Regions from separate parts of the Anas platyrhynchos genome. Here region 2 is linked to region 1. The links are chromatin contacts, called in public Hi-C maps. All regions are on one chromosome and are shown on one strand. Each heading gives the region's core, a stretch centred on a gene start, on an enhancer-like site or on the middle of the called end of the contact. The rest is flanking DNA. Distances are from core to core; before and after follow the strand shown.

Evidence for each region. A called contact is a pair of places that touch in the nucleus more often than the background predicts.
Region 2: a Hi-C map of liver shows a contact between it and region 1, with 2.9 times the contacts expected there. The contact joins two enhancer-like sites. A contact is called at or near these places in 3 of 8 Hi-C or Micro-C datasets (F1 follicle, liver and subcutaneous adipose tissue).

The regions. Positions count from the first base shown.
Region 1 is chr13:4,419,413-4,427,051 of IASCAAS_PekinDuck_T2T, forward strand. No RefSeq gene overlaps it. Among named protein-coding and RNA genes, the nearest start is that of FOXP1, 19 kb to the right of the region's middle. Within about 2 kb of position 3,544, at least 2 of the 8 cell types and tissues checked have an H3K27ac peak or open chromatin away from gene starts, as enhancers often do.
Region 2 is chr13:4,951,339-4,958,977 of IASCAAS_PekinDuck_T2T, forward strand. The region is part of intron 2 of LOC101794777 (a long non-coding RNA gene); the gene reads right to left. Among named protein-coding and RNA genes, the nearest start is that of MDFIC2, 110 kb to the right of the region's middle. Within about 2 kb of position 4,218, at least 2 of the 8 cell types and tissues checked have an H3K27ac peak or open chromatin away from gene starts, as enhancers often do.

The DNA.
Region 1 (7,639 bases), core at 2,294-4,793:
GAGGTGCTGGTGGCATTTTGGTTTGGAGAGGAGCGGTGAAAAATGGCACGGTGGGAGCAGGCGCGAGTGGCGGGAGCGTTTTTGTGTTGTGCAGTGTGCCCGGGTGATGCTGCCTGATCACTGTGCAGGAACACATCAGGGCATCTTCAATGAAAGCCACTCCGTGCTGTGGGCTTTGCTCAGCCTCCTGTGAGCTTCTGTTTTAGCGTGGCAGGCTGGCACGCTCTCCTCAATAATAATTAAGGAACTCCATACATCAGAGAGAGGAGCGAAAGGCTCTGCAGGGCAGGATGGGCGCAGTCAGCGCTCTGCTTTTGCCAGGTGATGGGAGCACAAAAGAAATCGCTTTTTATGTTTTGCCTATTCCAGACTTGGCTGCAGGGGATGAAGCTTAAAAGCTAAAACTGGGCAAGAAGGGTTTCCACTGGTGCTGCTGCCATGGAGGCTCCATAAATAAGCAAATCGGAGCAGGCTGAAAGCGAGGCCCGAAGTAGGCATCATTCATCATGCGAGGGGGCCTGGAGTTTGTTCCAGCTCATAATGCGTAAGGGAGAGCAGTGTTATGAATAGGCATGGGATGAATCCCCTTCTTTTTGGATCGGGATTCTGTGCAATAAACATGCAAGACAATTTGTATAAAATAGTGAGGATTCTTTCCTAGAGAAGTCATTTAAAGCTGTAGTTGCACATCAGGGAGTAGTCTGAAGGAACTCTGTATAGTTAAATTTCTGTACAAGTGTGCAAGGGGAAAGCAAGGTGCTCAACAAGGTGGGGCGTGCAAACCTGAGCCACGCTGGGCTGGGATTTGCATTGGGATTGCCATGATGTGGGAGAGCAAGCATCGTGCCATGCAGAGCGGTGCTGGTTCTGGGGCAGCACGGGGGGAAAGAGGCTGGTGCTGAGCCACTAATAGGGAACGGCAGGGTGGTGGCACCATGGGTACAGGGACAAGGCTCTCTGGAGCAGAGACAGCCACCCAGAAGGGAGGGATGTGTCTCAAAAGCTTCATGGCACTGCATGGCTCCGAACTGCACCGAGCGCTTCCAGCGTGTCCTGAATGCCAGCTGGAGGAGGAAGGGATATTCTTGAATGTCTTCTGGCCACAAAACACAGGGTTTGGAGCAAGAAAATCCTGATCCAAAATGCATCAGCACTGCTGGCCCTTAGCAATGCTTGAAAATAATATTTGCTGGTCAGAGGAGAGGGTGGTTTACCAGGTAAAACGTGAAACGATCCCGTGATGGGCAGCACCCACGAGTTCTGCACGCAAAGCCTGCTGCCTTGCTTCTTTTTCTTTGGGCTTATTTTTTTGGGGACTCCTGTTTTGTTTTGCCTTCAGTATTTCCCAACCAGCTGTTAGTCACCCTCCCCTCCCTGCCCCGCAGCAGCTGTGCCACGGCTTCGCCCATCAGCTCCCACGCCCTGTGGCTGTGTGGTGGGGACACTGGGTGGCACCGCCTGGTACTCGTGTCCCTCCCCTAATTTCTCACGGCAGGACACCCGTGCCATGACCACTTGGAGACCCAGGTCCCCCCCCAGACCTTCAGCTGGGTGCTGAGAGGGGCCAACCTGAGCCTGTCCTCTGCAGAGTGGAAGATACCTGGTGGGGAGCAAGGGCAGTGCTCGGCCCCAGGGCAGGGTGCTGAGCCGCAAGACCATGGCAGTGACCACGGGACCTGAGGGGTCCTCAAATGGTTGGAAAAAAAAATAATTCTGTTTTTTCTGGGTTTTGCCTGCTCCAGCAGAGTCCCCCCTGCAGTGGCGAGGAGCAGAAACCTTCCTTCCGCCAGCACCCAGGCCTTAATCTCCGGGATTAGGCCTCCTCTGATCCTCCTGCAGGCACGGGATGAGCCAAAGCCTGGAAGAAAAGCTCTTCTGGCAGCGTGGCTTTGCCAACACACCCCATCGGCCTGCTGGCACGCCATGGGACGGGGAGAGGCATCTTGTTTGGGTGTCTGCTACTGCTGGTTCTCCCACTCCTCTGGGCAGGGGGTGCTGGGGGCTCCGCTGTGCACCCATGGGTGCTGGGTGGCTGTCAGCATTTGGTGCCCATGGACAGGGGGTAGCGCTGGAAACGTCTCTGAGCTGCAAGGAGGTGGGAGTGGAAGTTCAACATTTGCAATAGTTTTACAGTTCGAAGCGTGCAATGGCTTCCAGATTTGAGTATGGGTTTTTATCTTTTTTTTTTTTTTTCTTTTTTTCCCCCCCCTCTCTCTCTTGAAATAAAGGAGCCATTAGAGATGGTCCGTAATGTGGAAGACACATGTTTGTATAGTGTTACCATTTATATAGCAGCAGTCTGGACAGGAAGGCCGCTTGTCTTCGAGGAAGATAAATGATCTCTGCCTTGTGCTCCAGCCTAGAGCTGCCTTTGAAGGCTCTTAGGTTCTGGACACGGAGCGTTCGGTAATTAAAAACTTATTTAATCTCTGGATTTCGTTTGGCTTGATAGATCTGAAACCTTTGCAGCTCAGCAAGAAAATACCTGCGGAGTTGAAAGCCAAAGGAGCTGCTCAAGCTGGCAGCGAGGCTGCCATGAGATGGCAGTGCAAGACAAAGGATGGAGCGAGCAGCCCGGGGCTGCAGGGACCAGCCCGGCTGCTCTCGTCCTGCCAGGCTGCAGAGAAGCACCCTTCCTGCTGGAAAAAAAAGTGCCAAGGAAGAGAAAGGACTTATGTAAGGATAATTCTGCTATTAGTCAGGGGAGCCTGTCACGGAGCTTTGTCTGGACTGGACTTTTCCTGCTTACACAAAGCACATAATGCTGGAGGAATTCACGTATAAACAGTGCGAAGAAGGGGGGCGGCTATCCCAGTTGGGAGCAGCCGTAAGGAAATGGATTTTCTTGAACTGTTGCTGGCAAATTCAGAGAGTCTTTGATTTCTGGGGGGTTTCGGAGCTTAAGTGCATGTCAAAAATAGTCACAGCTTGTGCGTTTCTCCCCTTCTCTGAGCACACACAAAGCTCAAACCCAGCCTGGAGGAGCAGGAGAGAAGCTCCCGTGGCCTCTCCCCAGGTCTGCGCTCCTGCTCACGCCCTGTAAAGGCAGTTTTTGTCCTGAGGGTGTGATGCAACCCTCCCCAAGTCACCTCTGAAGCCTCCGTCACATTCGTGACCTCCCTGACACCGTAAAGGAGCAAAACGCTCTTGAAAACAACTTTTACCACCAGTTTTGCCCAAAGCCACGTGGGAAGCAAAGCTACAGCTACGACTCCTAATTAATTGCAATTAGAAAGCACAAACCATGGAGGACTCCTCGTTATATACAGCAAGGGGCTTACTTCTAGAGCTGGACTGAATCGCTGCCTTCCCCCCTCCTCCTCCCCTGCCCAGAAAGAAGCATTTGCAGTGCTCAGACAGGGCCTTGGCTCTGCAGCTCTCCCAAAGTAAACAGCGGCACATCAAATAGCTCTGTGCCGGCAGGAGGAAAGAGGGGGATGCGTCTCCCTGGCTGTCCTGCGGCACCGGCAAGGTCAGGAGCAATTCTGGCAGCAAGCAGCACAGACCAGGCAGTGCAGCAGCCTTCCCCACCAGCACACAGAGCAGGGCTGTGCCGGAGCCTGCCCCACGGCACAGGGGTTTGGGGGGCAGCAGTGGGGCTTGTCCTGCTGGTGTGGCTGGGCGAGGGCATGGGGCAGTGCTGGGGGAGCTGGATGTGTTGTAGGAATGTTTTTAATGGAGTGCAAACCTGCTGCTTGTACCCCCAGCCACAGTTGTGAGCAGGACCTGTCACCCCTGCACATTACATAAAATGCACCAAGTAAAAGCAGCCCTTTGTGCCTGACCCACGCTTCTTCAAGGTCCCTGGCTTACACTCCTTTTTTTTTTCTTCTTCTTCTTTTTTTCCTTTTCTTTCCCCTGCCCCATCAAAGTTGTTTTCATGCATGCTGGCCACGCAAAGGCTCAGCTCTAACCCCAGCCTGGAGAAATCTTCTCTACTCCCGTTCATGCTCAGCACCGCTCGGGCACTCTGCATCTGGGCAGCTCCGCCGTGGCCTTGGGAAAGGCAGCACAGCGTCAGGCTCAGCCCAGACACCACCCAGCAGCCAAGGCTTGCTATGCCTCGTGCTGCCCTGCCTCTCCATGCCTGCTAGGAAAATCCTCGGGCTTCAGCATCCCGTGAGTGCCTCGAACTTTGACTGATGGTGCTGGGCGCACATGGGCCAGCGGTCACGTGGCTGAGCCTCCTAATGCCACTCGGGGTATTTTTGCACCAATTGCAGCCTATTCATCAAAATAAAATGCCAATAAGTAAAGCATTACGATGCTTTCAGAGGGGAGCGCGCAGAGGAAAGTAGGTGAATCCTGCCCCCAAATGGATATTCAATCTTATAACAAGCACCGTGTATTAACAGAGAGGGAGCCTGGCTCCTCGCCACGCTGCGCTCGCGGGGCTCATGCTTTATCCCCAGCAGCTCGTGGCTGTGCTTCTGCCTTGGTTGCACGTGGACATTGAAACGAAGCGACCTGCGGAGAGCTAATTGGGATCTGTTTCATTAGCCAGCCCTCCGAAAATGGCAGCAAGGAGAGGAGCTGCAGGGCTGAGGGGACACTGGGACAGGCGGCTGTGCCCCTGCGGGGACACCTGGGGAGCCTTCGCGGGGGGATCAGGCAGGGCAGGGGGGGAGAAAGCAAATGTCCATGGGGAGCATCTCTCACCCATGGGGCTGTGAGCGAAATGTCAGCAGCTCGGGGCCCCGGGAGGTGTCCCCCAGCCCAGCCAGGGCTTGCAGGCATCTGTCCCTGTGGTGCGCCTGAGACGCGTGGTGGGGCTACCTGGCGCTGCGGGGAGCTGAGGGTGTCACCTCAGGGGGACAGGATACACCACTCCAACCTGTTACAGCCAATCCCCGTGGTAAATAGTTTTTAAGAGTGTTTTATTTTGTCTTTTTATTTTTTTTTTCCATCTGTGCCCTGAGCTCCTGAATTCGTGTTCTCCAGCTTTTTCTCCACAACACTGAGGATGCAGCAGATTCCTTTCCTATCAGCACCACCCCTCCTCAGCTTTTCTAAGGGGCTGCTGAGAGGCTGCCTGCCCTTGGGACGTGGTGCTTGTCCCAGATGTCAGCAAGGGCATTTCTGGGCACCATGGGCACAGTGTGGGGGGGCTGACACCCCCGTGGGATGGCCAGCCGCTGAGGGACAGCAGGAGGGCAGGTCTGGTGGAGGGCTCCTGCAGGTGCTGCTGTTCAGTAGATATCTTTGGGATGCTCTGGGGACACCAAAACCAAACCCTGTGAGGCTTTTGGATGGGAGGGCAGCAGTGACCATCCCTGTCACATCCCTGTTGGTCCTGACCCCCACCGCAGCACAGCGAGGGCCCGGCTCATCACACCCACACCAGCAGGTGTTTTTTTGGTTAAACCATTATGAATGTAAATGATCCTGCTCAATTACAAAAGCCTGCGTGAACTGGCATCTTTAAAGGAAACTCTGAAAGATCTCCTGGCACGGCGCTTCTTCAAATAGTTGGAGGCTTCGCTGAGTCTCCTGAAACAAAGGCAGGCGCCGCCGCCCGCGAAGGGAGCAGGGATGGCCAAGAGCAGCCCCCTGCACCAGGCTGGCCACCAGCATGCACCCAGCACTGGTCGCTGCTGGGATGGCAACTGGGTGGCACGAAGAGCGAGGAGGGACAGAGAAGCCACCTACCCTGCTGTGCCAAACCTGTGGCTGGTGTCCTGGCTGCCTGCTTGGAAGACAAGCTAAGCATCTTCCTTGCTTCAGTGTATGTTTTCCTCCTGATATTCATGCTTTCACCCTGCTGTGCTAAACTGAATTTATAATTTTTGCTTCTTTTGGGAAGCTAATTCTGCAATAAGGTGCCCGGTGCAATGAGACACAGCTGTGCTGCTGCCCTCTGCCCGGGCTGTGCCTGTGGCTGATGGGTGCTCGTGCCAAAATGCCACTTGTGCATGGTTTGGGCAGCGCGATGCCCGGCCAGGCAGGGCCAGGTGGAAGTGAAACGAATGGTTAAATGTGTGGGGTGGCCACCTTAACACACTGCGACAGCGCTTCCAAAACAGCGAACCGCTTTATTTCAGGTTTGATATCTGCTATCAATTGAGATTGAAAGTATTGATCCGGGCTGATTGCTGGGGACAATCAGAAAGCGGGAGGGTAATTGGCTGTCATGTCCCTCATCGATCGGGCCCCGCAGTTCGCAGCCGCTAACATTATTTCGAGTACTTTGCAGCGTCTGCTCTCACAAGGAAACGCAGCATTTAGCTAACAAAGTGGCTCGCGTGCTCTGCCGGCCAGAGGGTGGGTGAGGCCACTGCTGGCCAACACAGCACCGCCGTAGCCAAACGGAAAGGTGGCAAACGGGAGAGTGAGAGGGAAGGAAAGTGTGGATTTGTGCTTGTGCCATTGAGATGCTGCAGGACCAGCCCGCTCGCCTTGCTGTTCGGCTGCAGCAGATATTAAAGAAGACAAAGAAGGCGCTGCATGCAGGCCATGTGCCAGGAGAGTGTGACCTTGTCTGTCTAGGTTGTTTGAAATGTTAAAGCAACAAATACTTTATACCATGTGTTCCACCAGGGCTCGCTAGCAGCTGATCCAGAAAAACTATCCTGGGAGAGGAACAAATTGGGAAACATCCCAAGTTGCTGCAATCAAATCCACAAAAAGCTCATATAAAATTTTTACATATAATCAGAAGGATGGAAAAATTACCTTATTCCCTGCTGTGCACTTCAGATTAATATAGCCAAACATTATTCAGTCCTAATACTTACGGTGACCATGAAACCTCTTCCAGTACTTACTAGCAACAGGCAGATAAAATGGCTTTCTCCTAGAGGACACGTATCTGCTGCTGGCTTGTAATAATCTGCTGTGTGTGCTGTTGGATTTTAATAATCCTGACTGCCTGACATTCCTGCTCCTCACCTGTGAGCTTTTTTTGGTGGGGACTGCTCCCTGCGATCAGAGGTGCAGTGCAATCACATGGGATTTAGTTGATCCATGAGATTCCTGTTCACAAACACTCTGAAGAACCTGAGTGGGTGCAGGGATGGAAGGTCCTAATTTTGACTATGCCAAACCCCAAGCTTGCTGCTCCTCATCCATGATGGGGGATAGCTCAGGTGCTCCTCGCCCCGCTGGGCTGTGCTGCTTTCCCACTAATGACACCGGCTGCTCACAGATATGAGCAGCTGAGAGCAGCTTCAGGGATGCTCTTGCCGAAAACCCAAGCCTGCAACAAGCTCTGAAGCAGGACTTGGCAAGCTTGTTTCTACCAGTGACTGGTACCAGGCATTTTGCTGGTCCATAGTGTTCAGCTCACTGGGTGCCACCAGCCCAGCTCCCAGCACTGCAGGTGTCAAAGCCCATCCCCGAACAGGTTGCATTTCAGTCAGAGCTAAAGCAAAGCAGAGGGTTACCATGTATGCAACTTTCCCCAGACATTCTCCACCTGAAAGTTGTGTACAGGCAGATCTGGAGGATTTTGTGTGTTTGTCTCAGATTTCCCAATGTCTGGCAGCCTGTTGGGAGCTGCCAGATGTCCACAAACGCTGACCTCGCCCCCTAGGCATGCACGAGCTCTTTCACTGCAGTCTCAAAGCGAGTCCAGCTCCTCCAGCACCCCAGGGTCACCGTGTGTGTGCTGCTTGGTGCCTTTCAGAGCCTGCAGGAAGCC
Region 2 (7,639 bases), core at 2,968-5,467, 530 kb after region 1:
CTTTTGTTTGTCTGTTTATTTGACCAAACTAGATGAAAAGCATGTGGATACAGGAAAGCACTCTGAACAAATTCCCAAAGAATATATCCTAGCCAGGTTTCCTTTCTTTTAATTCCCCGACTTTCTAGGAAATTCAGTGGATTATTTTGTGTCTTTCACTTAAGTAGAAGGCTTTGTAGTCACCAATGTTGAGACAGACCCGTGGGAGTACACAGGCAAGGCTATAAAGAAAAAGAGAAGAAAAATGGAATCTCATTTTGGAAAGAGATCCCAAGCAAGATGACTGAACTCTTCACAGAGTCAGATCAAATCCTAAACAGGATTTTTCAGTAGACTTTCCGCACCACTAGCTTGCAACCAGCCACCTCTGAAGTTTGGTCATGTTTAAACTCACAGACCCAAAGATGGTAGTTTAGACCTATTCTGTAATGTTTACCGTTTCAGGCCAGCTCCTACAGATATGTAAATACTTTACTCATGTGAGCAATCCCACTGGGTACTATTTGCATGCATAAGGCTAAGCACACGTAGCATTGTTTGCAGAATAAGAATATGATTGACAAAGTGCTTACGACCCTAAAAACACATGAATGTACCAAAGGACATTAACAGAGACCAGAACAGCAGCCAGGCAGCTGACTTGTTTAGCTTTTGTAAATATGACTAGTCATGTATTCTAATTTTTAATTGCCTAAATACATTTGTAAATATGCCCATTAATAACCGAAGTTTAAGCTTCAGGGGCATATTTTCAAGAACAACTTCCTTCAGATCTCTCTGCAAAGATACCAATGTTTTCAGGAGAGTTATTAAAGGCCTGGCAGGTGCAGAATACAAATCTATCCCGGTGAGGGGTAGATGTCTGTTAATTCCTATTCATGAACTGTGTATTATTTATACAATGTTTGTGGGCTCAGCAATGCACTGGATATTTTTTAAATAAATGTTTATGTTCAAATAACTTTGCTAGTCTTATCTAATCTACCTTCATCATCTTAAGCACTGTAGGTGATTTCAGAAATTTGCAAAACATTCTCTCATCTGCTCTTACACATCGGGTTTGGCAAAACACAGTGATAACATTGGAGTATCTAGCAATTCTGACATAAAAAAAAAAATTATCATGATACCATCAACTATTTCAAATCTTATGTAGAGCAGTGTTGGTAATCTATGGGAGGGGTGGTGGTGGATGTGATTCCTTCCCCCTCTTCCTGCTCAGGCCCTGACTCATTCATCTCCACATCTTCTTTATCAGGCTTGTCCACACCAGCACTGTTCAGGACAGATAGACGTGTGGCTCTTCAATGAAGAGATCGGCAGCACAGACTAAGGCCCCATCCTCATCCCAATTCTCCTGTTCATTCACTTGAGGTCCCCAGTGACAACTGAGAGGTAGAGTCCTAAATACCTGTGAAGATCTAAGCCTGCTCAGGCTCCTCATGACCACTGAGAAACCTCATGGCACTCTGGAGTTGCATTTCCCAGCTACACCCTCCCCACCAGAGCATCCTTTCTCTTCTGAATGGAGTTAAAAGCAGCTTTCTGATGAAGAAAATCCACTTCCAACCCTCAATAAGGAAGGTTTCTGTCCCTTCCAGAAGACTTTTTTGCAAACTTTAGCAACATAACACAGGATATTTTCATTAAATTTTACATCCAAGTTCATTTTTTTTCTTTAATCCTGGTATGTTCTCGACCCCAGTAATCCCTGCTGGTTACAATGAGCCCCACAGATCCGTGGCACATTGGCCAAATGTACCAGTAACACTTTCTGTCTTTGGATACAAGATGTAGTATCGATGTTGAGCTTATAACAGTGGAGTTTACTATGGCCTTGCTCAGGGAAAAAGGGTGCTATGGTGAAACAGTGTCACAGGTACAATGAAGCTATACTTGGAAATGACACCAAAAGGTGTTAGAGCCACCAGGAGAAAAACCACACCAACAGCTGGGCACTGTTTGCCTTTAGTTCTTTAAAATATCTACTCTTTTTTTTTTAATTATTATTCATTGGCATTTGAAGAGAGTGATCCAGGTACAAAATCAGATGTTGACTATGAAGAGGGGCAGGTGGAGGGGGAAGAGCTTGATCCCATTTAGTAAAGGAGGTGACGTGCATTTGGGTCTCAATTCACAGGGGAAGCTTGACTTGACATTATCAGGAGTGGTCGAAATGCTCAACCCTACCAGTTGGGGTTTATAATAGAAATGCCCACTCAACCTTAACTCTAGCAGCCACAATTGTTGCAATATAATGCCACATCACTGGACCTACTCAAGCTGCATTTTGATGATTTGGCTTACTCTTAACATGCAATCTTTAGCAACTGCCAAGCATCAAGGCTCTCCTGATTGTTAAAATGTTTTGTCTGATCATAGCTCAGACTTGCTCATCTCATGAATGCTGTCTGGAGGGCTACTTGAAAAAAAAAAAAAGCCCTTTTTATTTAAAGTGACAATACAAAAGAAAATGAATATATAGCTTTTAAATAGCTATATAGAGTGATTGTAGTGTTCTTTTTCCTTACTAATTGCATGTGTGAAAATTACCTTACAGGAAACCTTTGCCATGCCTCTCAGATCCTCTGAACTGTGCACCCATGCTTCCCAGCTACATAGCAGAAAGTTGTGACTCGATGCTCACTGTGCATTGGAAGGGAGATGTGGAAGGAGTGAATTAGGCCTCTATAGTCTTTGGAAGCTGGCCAGGGATGAGGCCATTGGATCTATATTTAGGAGGGGTTTCACTTAATAGGGCTTGCAGCTGTGCATAGGTTGGGGTGTGAATTCCATCTCTCCCCACATACAAAACCAAACCTTTATTAAAGAAGCAGTGACTTTGAGCTGTTCTGAAGTACCCTATCATTTTCACTACCCCGTGCATCTGTTAAGGCATTTATATGACACATATAGGAAATAAAAAACATCAATAAATCCTGTCTTTAGATTATACTGATACAATGACCAATAGTGTTAATAATCTGAGACAATGTGAACAGAAACAATAGTTTGTACTAATATGGTTTTTCACAAATGGATGTTCAAAAGTATCAACCCCATAACCACCAGTGTCAGAGCTGGAAATATTATTATGTGTGTTTTATATATGGGAAAACTTGGAGCATGGAAAGGCTTTGTGACTAGCCAGTCATATGCAGCCATACCATATCTTAATGCTCAGATCACTACATATCAAATATAATGCTTGGGCAATACCTGTTGCTTTGTATTTGTACATGGCTTAATTCAGTGGGACCCTGAGTACAACTTGGGGCTCTCTAAATCTTACTCTAGAAGCCTAGAGAAGAAGAGCTTAACACCATACGCTGAGATCCTTCCGTGCTGGTCCAGGCATAGCTCAGTGCCTGAATAAAACCAGGCAGTTCCCTAACCTTACACCAAACAATACCTCGGCAAGAGAGGACTTGCCCAAGTGCAGAGATTTTATTTTATAGATTTGCTCTTTAAAGAAGGCTTCCGGAAGTGTATTTTTTCCCCTTTTCTCCATGGGTTGTTTTTCACTCCATATTTTTGCAAGACCACAGTCAAAAATAAGAACTTGTGCTCCATCTTTAATTGAAAATTTTCTCTAAAATCTTTACATGTGGGCCCAGACTTGCAAAACATTTCTGCATAACAACTGTCAGACGTGACCTTTTCCATTAAGGTGCAAGAACACAACTGTGCATTGTGGTGCTCAGCACCCTATGTTCAACTGCTTCAGCATCCTTTTTCTCAGCCTGGATGAACATGCTCTTATATGTGATACTGCCACAGAGATCATTGCTCTAACACAAAACTTAATAATTTCTTTGATTTTTTTCTCCTGATTGCCCCTTCTCTTCTAAATTAGAAGTTGTTTGCATTCACTAAAGCCCTTTACAGCTTTAGCTCATCTTTCCCATTGTCTCTAGTATGCCATTAAAATGTACTAAATGCTCTTAGTTAGACCATGACGCAGCCTCCTTTGCTCTAGTTACATTTTCCAACATGCATAGTTCTGCTTTTCCCCAGTCTATCCCCACAGGGAGAGAAGCTCCTCATAAATACCTAAAGAGCAACCTCCTCCACTCAGTTATTTGTTATTCCTCTTCACCAGCTCGGCAGTGACAACAGGTCCAAATGAAATCTTTTTTCTCCTTCTGTGTTTGTGGTCTAATAATGGCCGTATGTTTGACCATGACTCATTGGATACCTATGTATTCTCCCTGGCAACGAGAGGAATTGCTCCATTTTTGAGACCAGACTAGATTGGGTTTACCAAGGACAACACAGAAACAGACCAGACTTTATCCTTCTTAAAACATTTTGCTGCTCTGACTAAAAACAAAAACTGTAAGCACTTTGGGACAAAGACCGTCATTCTGTTTGGCATTTCATAACACTGAGCACAGGAGAGTCCTGGCTTGCCTAGGACTCCTAGCAATAGAAATAAAAAGAAAAAAGATTCAGCTGTTTGACTGGAGCCTGTGTAATAAATCTCTGTCTTTACATGTATAACTGGAGAAACAGCAACATGCCCCTATCACACATACCTATTAGACCAGCACACAGCAACGCAAAGTCTCATACACCTGGCGATCACTGTTAAAAGCTTTTTAATTTTCACTTGCCAAAATGGTTCTATATAGAAACAAATGTGATGTAAAAATAAAGCTAGTTATTTAAGAACCATCGCTCACAGTATCCCCTAACGTAACTTGTTCACATTGCCCTGCTGTAACTGACTTTTCTTCCAGTTGGCTAAAATATCTGTTGTGATACTTAGCTGTGAACAAAGTGCAGAAATGAAGGGCTTTGAATTGTTTTAAATTAATGGCTATAAAGTATGACTTAAATGCTTTTATTCAAAACTAATTATTTGAGAGCAGGTATTCTTATACTTCTTTAACAGCAGGATGCAACATTTTTAGCATTATGAAAAAGAAGCTTTTGCCATGTAAACTCATGGGGTGAAATCTCATCCTTGATCTTCAAAGTGTGACAAAGAGCTATTGATTGGGAGCATATTGTCATTTAAATTACAATTAGGGATGGGTGAAAGGTGGTTATTCAACAATTCAAATCTTTTAAAAAAATGCTGTCAAGGGCAACTTAACCTTAACCTAAACACACACTTTTAAAAACTTCTGAGAGTTTCAAGTGTTTCAGATAGAAATATGATATGTTTAAAGCAACAAATCTGTAAATTCCTAGAGTAACATACAGTGTATTTTATTAATGCTGTAATTAAAAAAGCCCGCATGGAACACTTTCATTCCTGGTTACCATGAAGCACACATTTCCTTCAAATCTGAGGGAGGGGGGCGGAAGGGGAGGTCTTTGCAATTTTTAATCAAATTGTGTCGCTCAGTTCGTCTTGCTAGAAGAGCTAATAATGGGATTTAAAGTCTAGACCCAATTTGTATTATAATTGATGCAAGCCTCATTCTTAGAAAAAATTTGGTTTCAATCTCAAATGTGGAGAAGAGCACCAGGCTGGGACTCAGAAAAGCCAATGCATTTGCAGTTCCTGTTGACCAGCTGGCAACCTTCAACTAACCACCACTACTTCTATACTCCTTCACCTCTCTCCACCTCTCTGATCCCAGAACTTCAGCCCAGAGACCCTGTGGACCACAAGACCCTCTAAAGGCATCCGCAGCTGTTGGGAATTTCATTCACTACTGATGCTGCCAGGGAGAGGAGTTCATGTTCTTTACTGAAGCATGCAACACGCTCAGTAAAATTTTGCCCAGAGGACCAAGAAAAGATAGGAACTTTCCATATAAACCACAGGTTCTAGGGTACAATCTGTTACTCATCAACATTTTGGGACCTTGCTGGGGGCTAGGTACATAGCATGCCTTGGACCATGATGCGAAGACGAGCCACAGCGAGCACACCCAGCACCGTGTCATCTGGCAGCACGTTGGCAGGGCGAGGGAAGGGCCATGCCAGCCTCTGGTGGGCCTTTCTTCAATCTCATTAGCTGGTTTGAGTTCAAGCAGCTCTCCCCTTTCAGAGAGGATTACGCTGCCCTGCCAAGTTAGGAAGAGCATTCCTAGCCCTGCAGGACAAACAGCTTCCCAGACCTGTGTTTATTTTCTTGGATGGCATATGTAGCCCATTGTGCGATTAGGTAGCACAGCAGGGTTTGGAAAGTGGTATTTCCCAGGGTGCTCTCGGCTCTGGACGATTGCCAGCATCAGGATCAGGGAGGAATGTTTTCTTTCACTCTACGCGGGTGAATGCAGCAGAGTTCGAAAGAGGTTTTGATTTTCCCCTTAGCACATGAAGACTCCTTTTCACCACATACACATATATACAGCGGGAAGCTTTTCCGTGCCAATTTATTACAAATATAGGTCCTCCTCCAAAACTGCAGTGAAACCTGTGGATTCTGTTATCTTCGAGTAACTTTGCATCAGGTTCCCCGTGGGCTTTTATTCCCCTGTTACGTCACAGATTTGGTAGAAAGAGCTGAACTCAGAAGTCCCCACTAGACAGCCCCAGCCATCTGTGCTTCCTGGTAGGTGCCTGCACAGTGCAGGATGTGCGACACATGGGCAAGAACTGTAGATAAGGTTAAGCTTCCCTTATTTTGAATTTTCTGGCACAGACTAACTGCAAGAAGAGGAGGAATTATTTTAAACAACAAAAAAAAAACATCACCACTGATCTGTTTTGGGAGTGGTGATAATCAGAACATCCTATTTAACTTTTGACCACAGAGCAAGGGAGAAGAGCCAGCAAGGTTTTAGGAGCAACAGCTTTTATATGTTTGTTTCTTCTGATCTGCTTTCACACTGCTATGTAATAGAAAGGGAATTTTGGTTAAAGTACAGTAATTATGACATTTGCAGCTATTCAATTGGTCCAAAGAATGGTGGGGATAGTGTACAGCTCTGGCTTTCAAAACAATTGTGACAAGTAGCATCAACAACAGAAAAAAACACTGTATAGACTTCGTTCTCAAGTTTAATAAGATCTTTTTCAAACCCTGTGAAACTAAAATCTCTCACTAAAATAGCCCTGCTTTATTGGGTACAGGGACACATGGCAACTAGACTTGTATAGCTTAAGGAGTGAGGCCATCAGTGACAGAGGTGCAGCGCACTCACTGCTGTAGACCTCGGCTTCTCTAGTTGCAATTTACTGCATGAGTAGGTGAAATCAGGAATCTTGCCCTCCCTACTGATAGCATCAACCCTATTCACACTAATAGGACTACTTGTCATGAAGAAAAACACTTTTTTTTTTTTTTCTGTGCCCACTTGTCTCCTCACTGTTTTGCTGTTTATTGACAGGTTTCAGTATGCATTAAATAGAGCGAACGCAGCAGGGCCTAAATCTTGGTTGGCTAGGCTTCCTACATGTCAGGGTAAAACAAATCCTACAACGTAACTGTGGAGCTATACCCAGAAGCAATCTCTAGCATGGTGTGTCTTGAAACATTTGAAAAGTCTTTTGCTACAATACCTTTATTTCCTCCCACTTCTTTGGGAAGAGATTTAGAGCTGCATCCTGGTGAGGGACCTCCCTACCTCCTGCATCCTCTAGAGCAAGCTACAGCTGGCAAAGACGTCGGTAGATGCCACCAAAAAAGGTTAACTGGTCCCCAGATTGCTACACTGGCTCATAAACATTCCTGCCA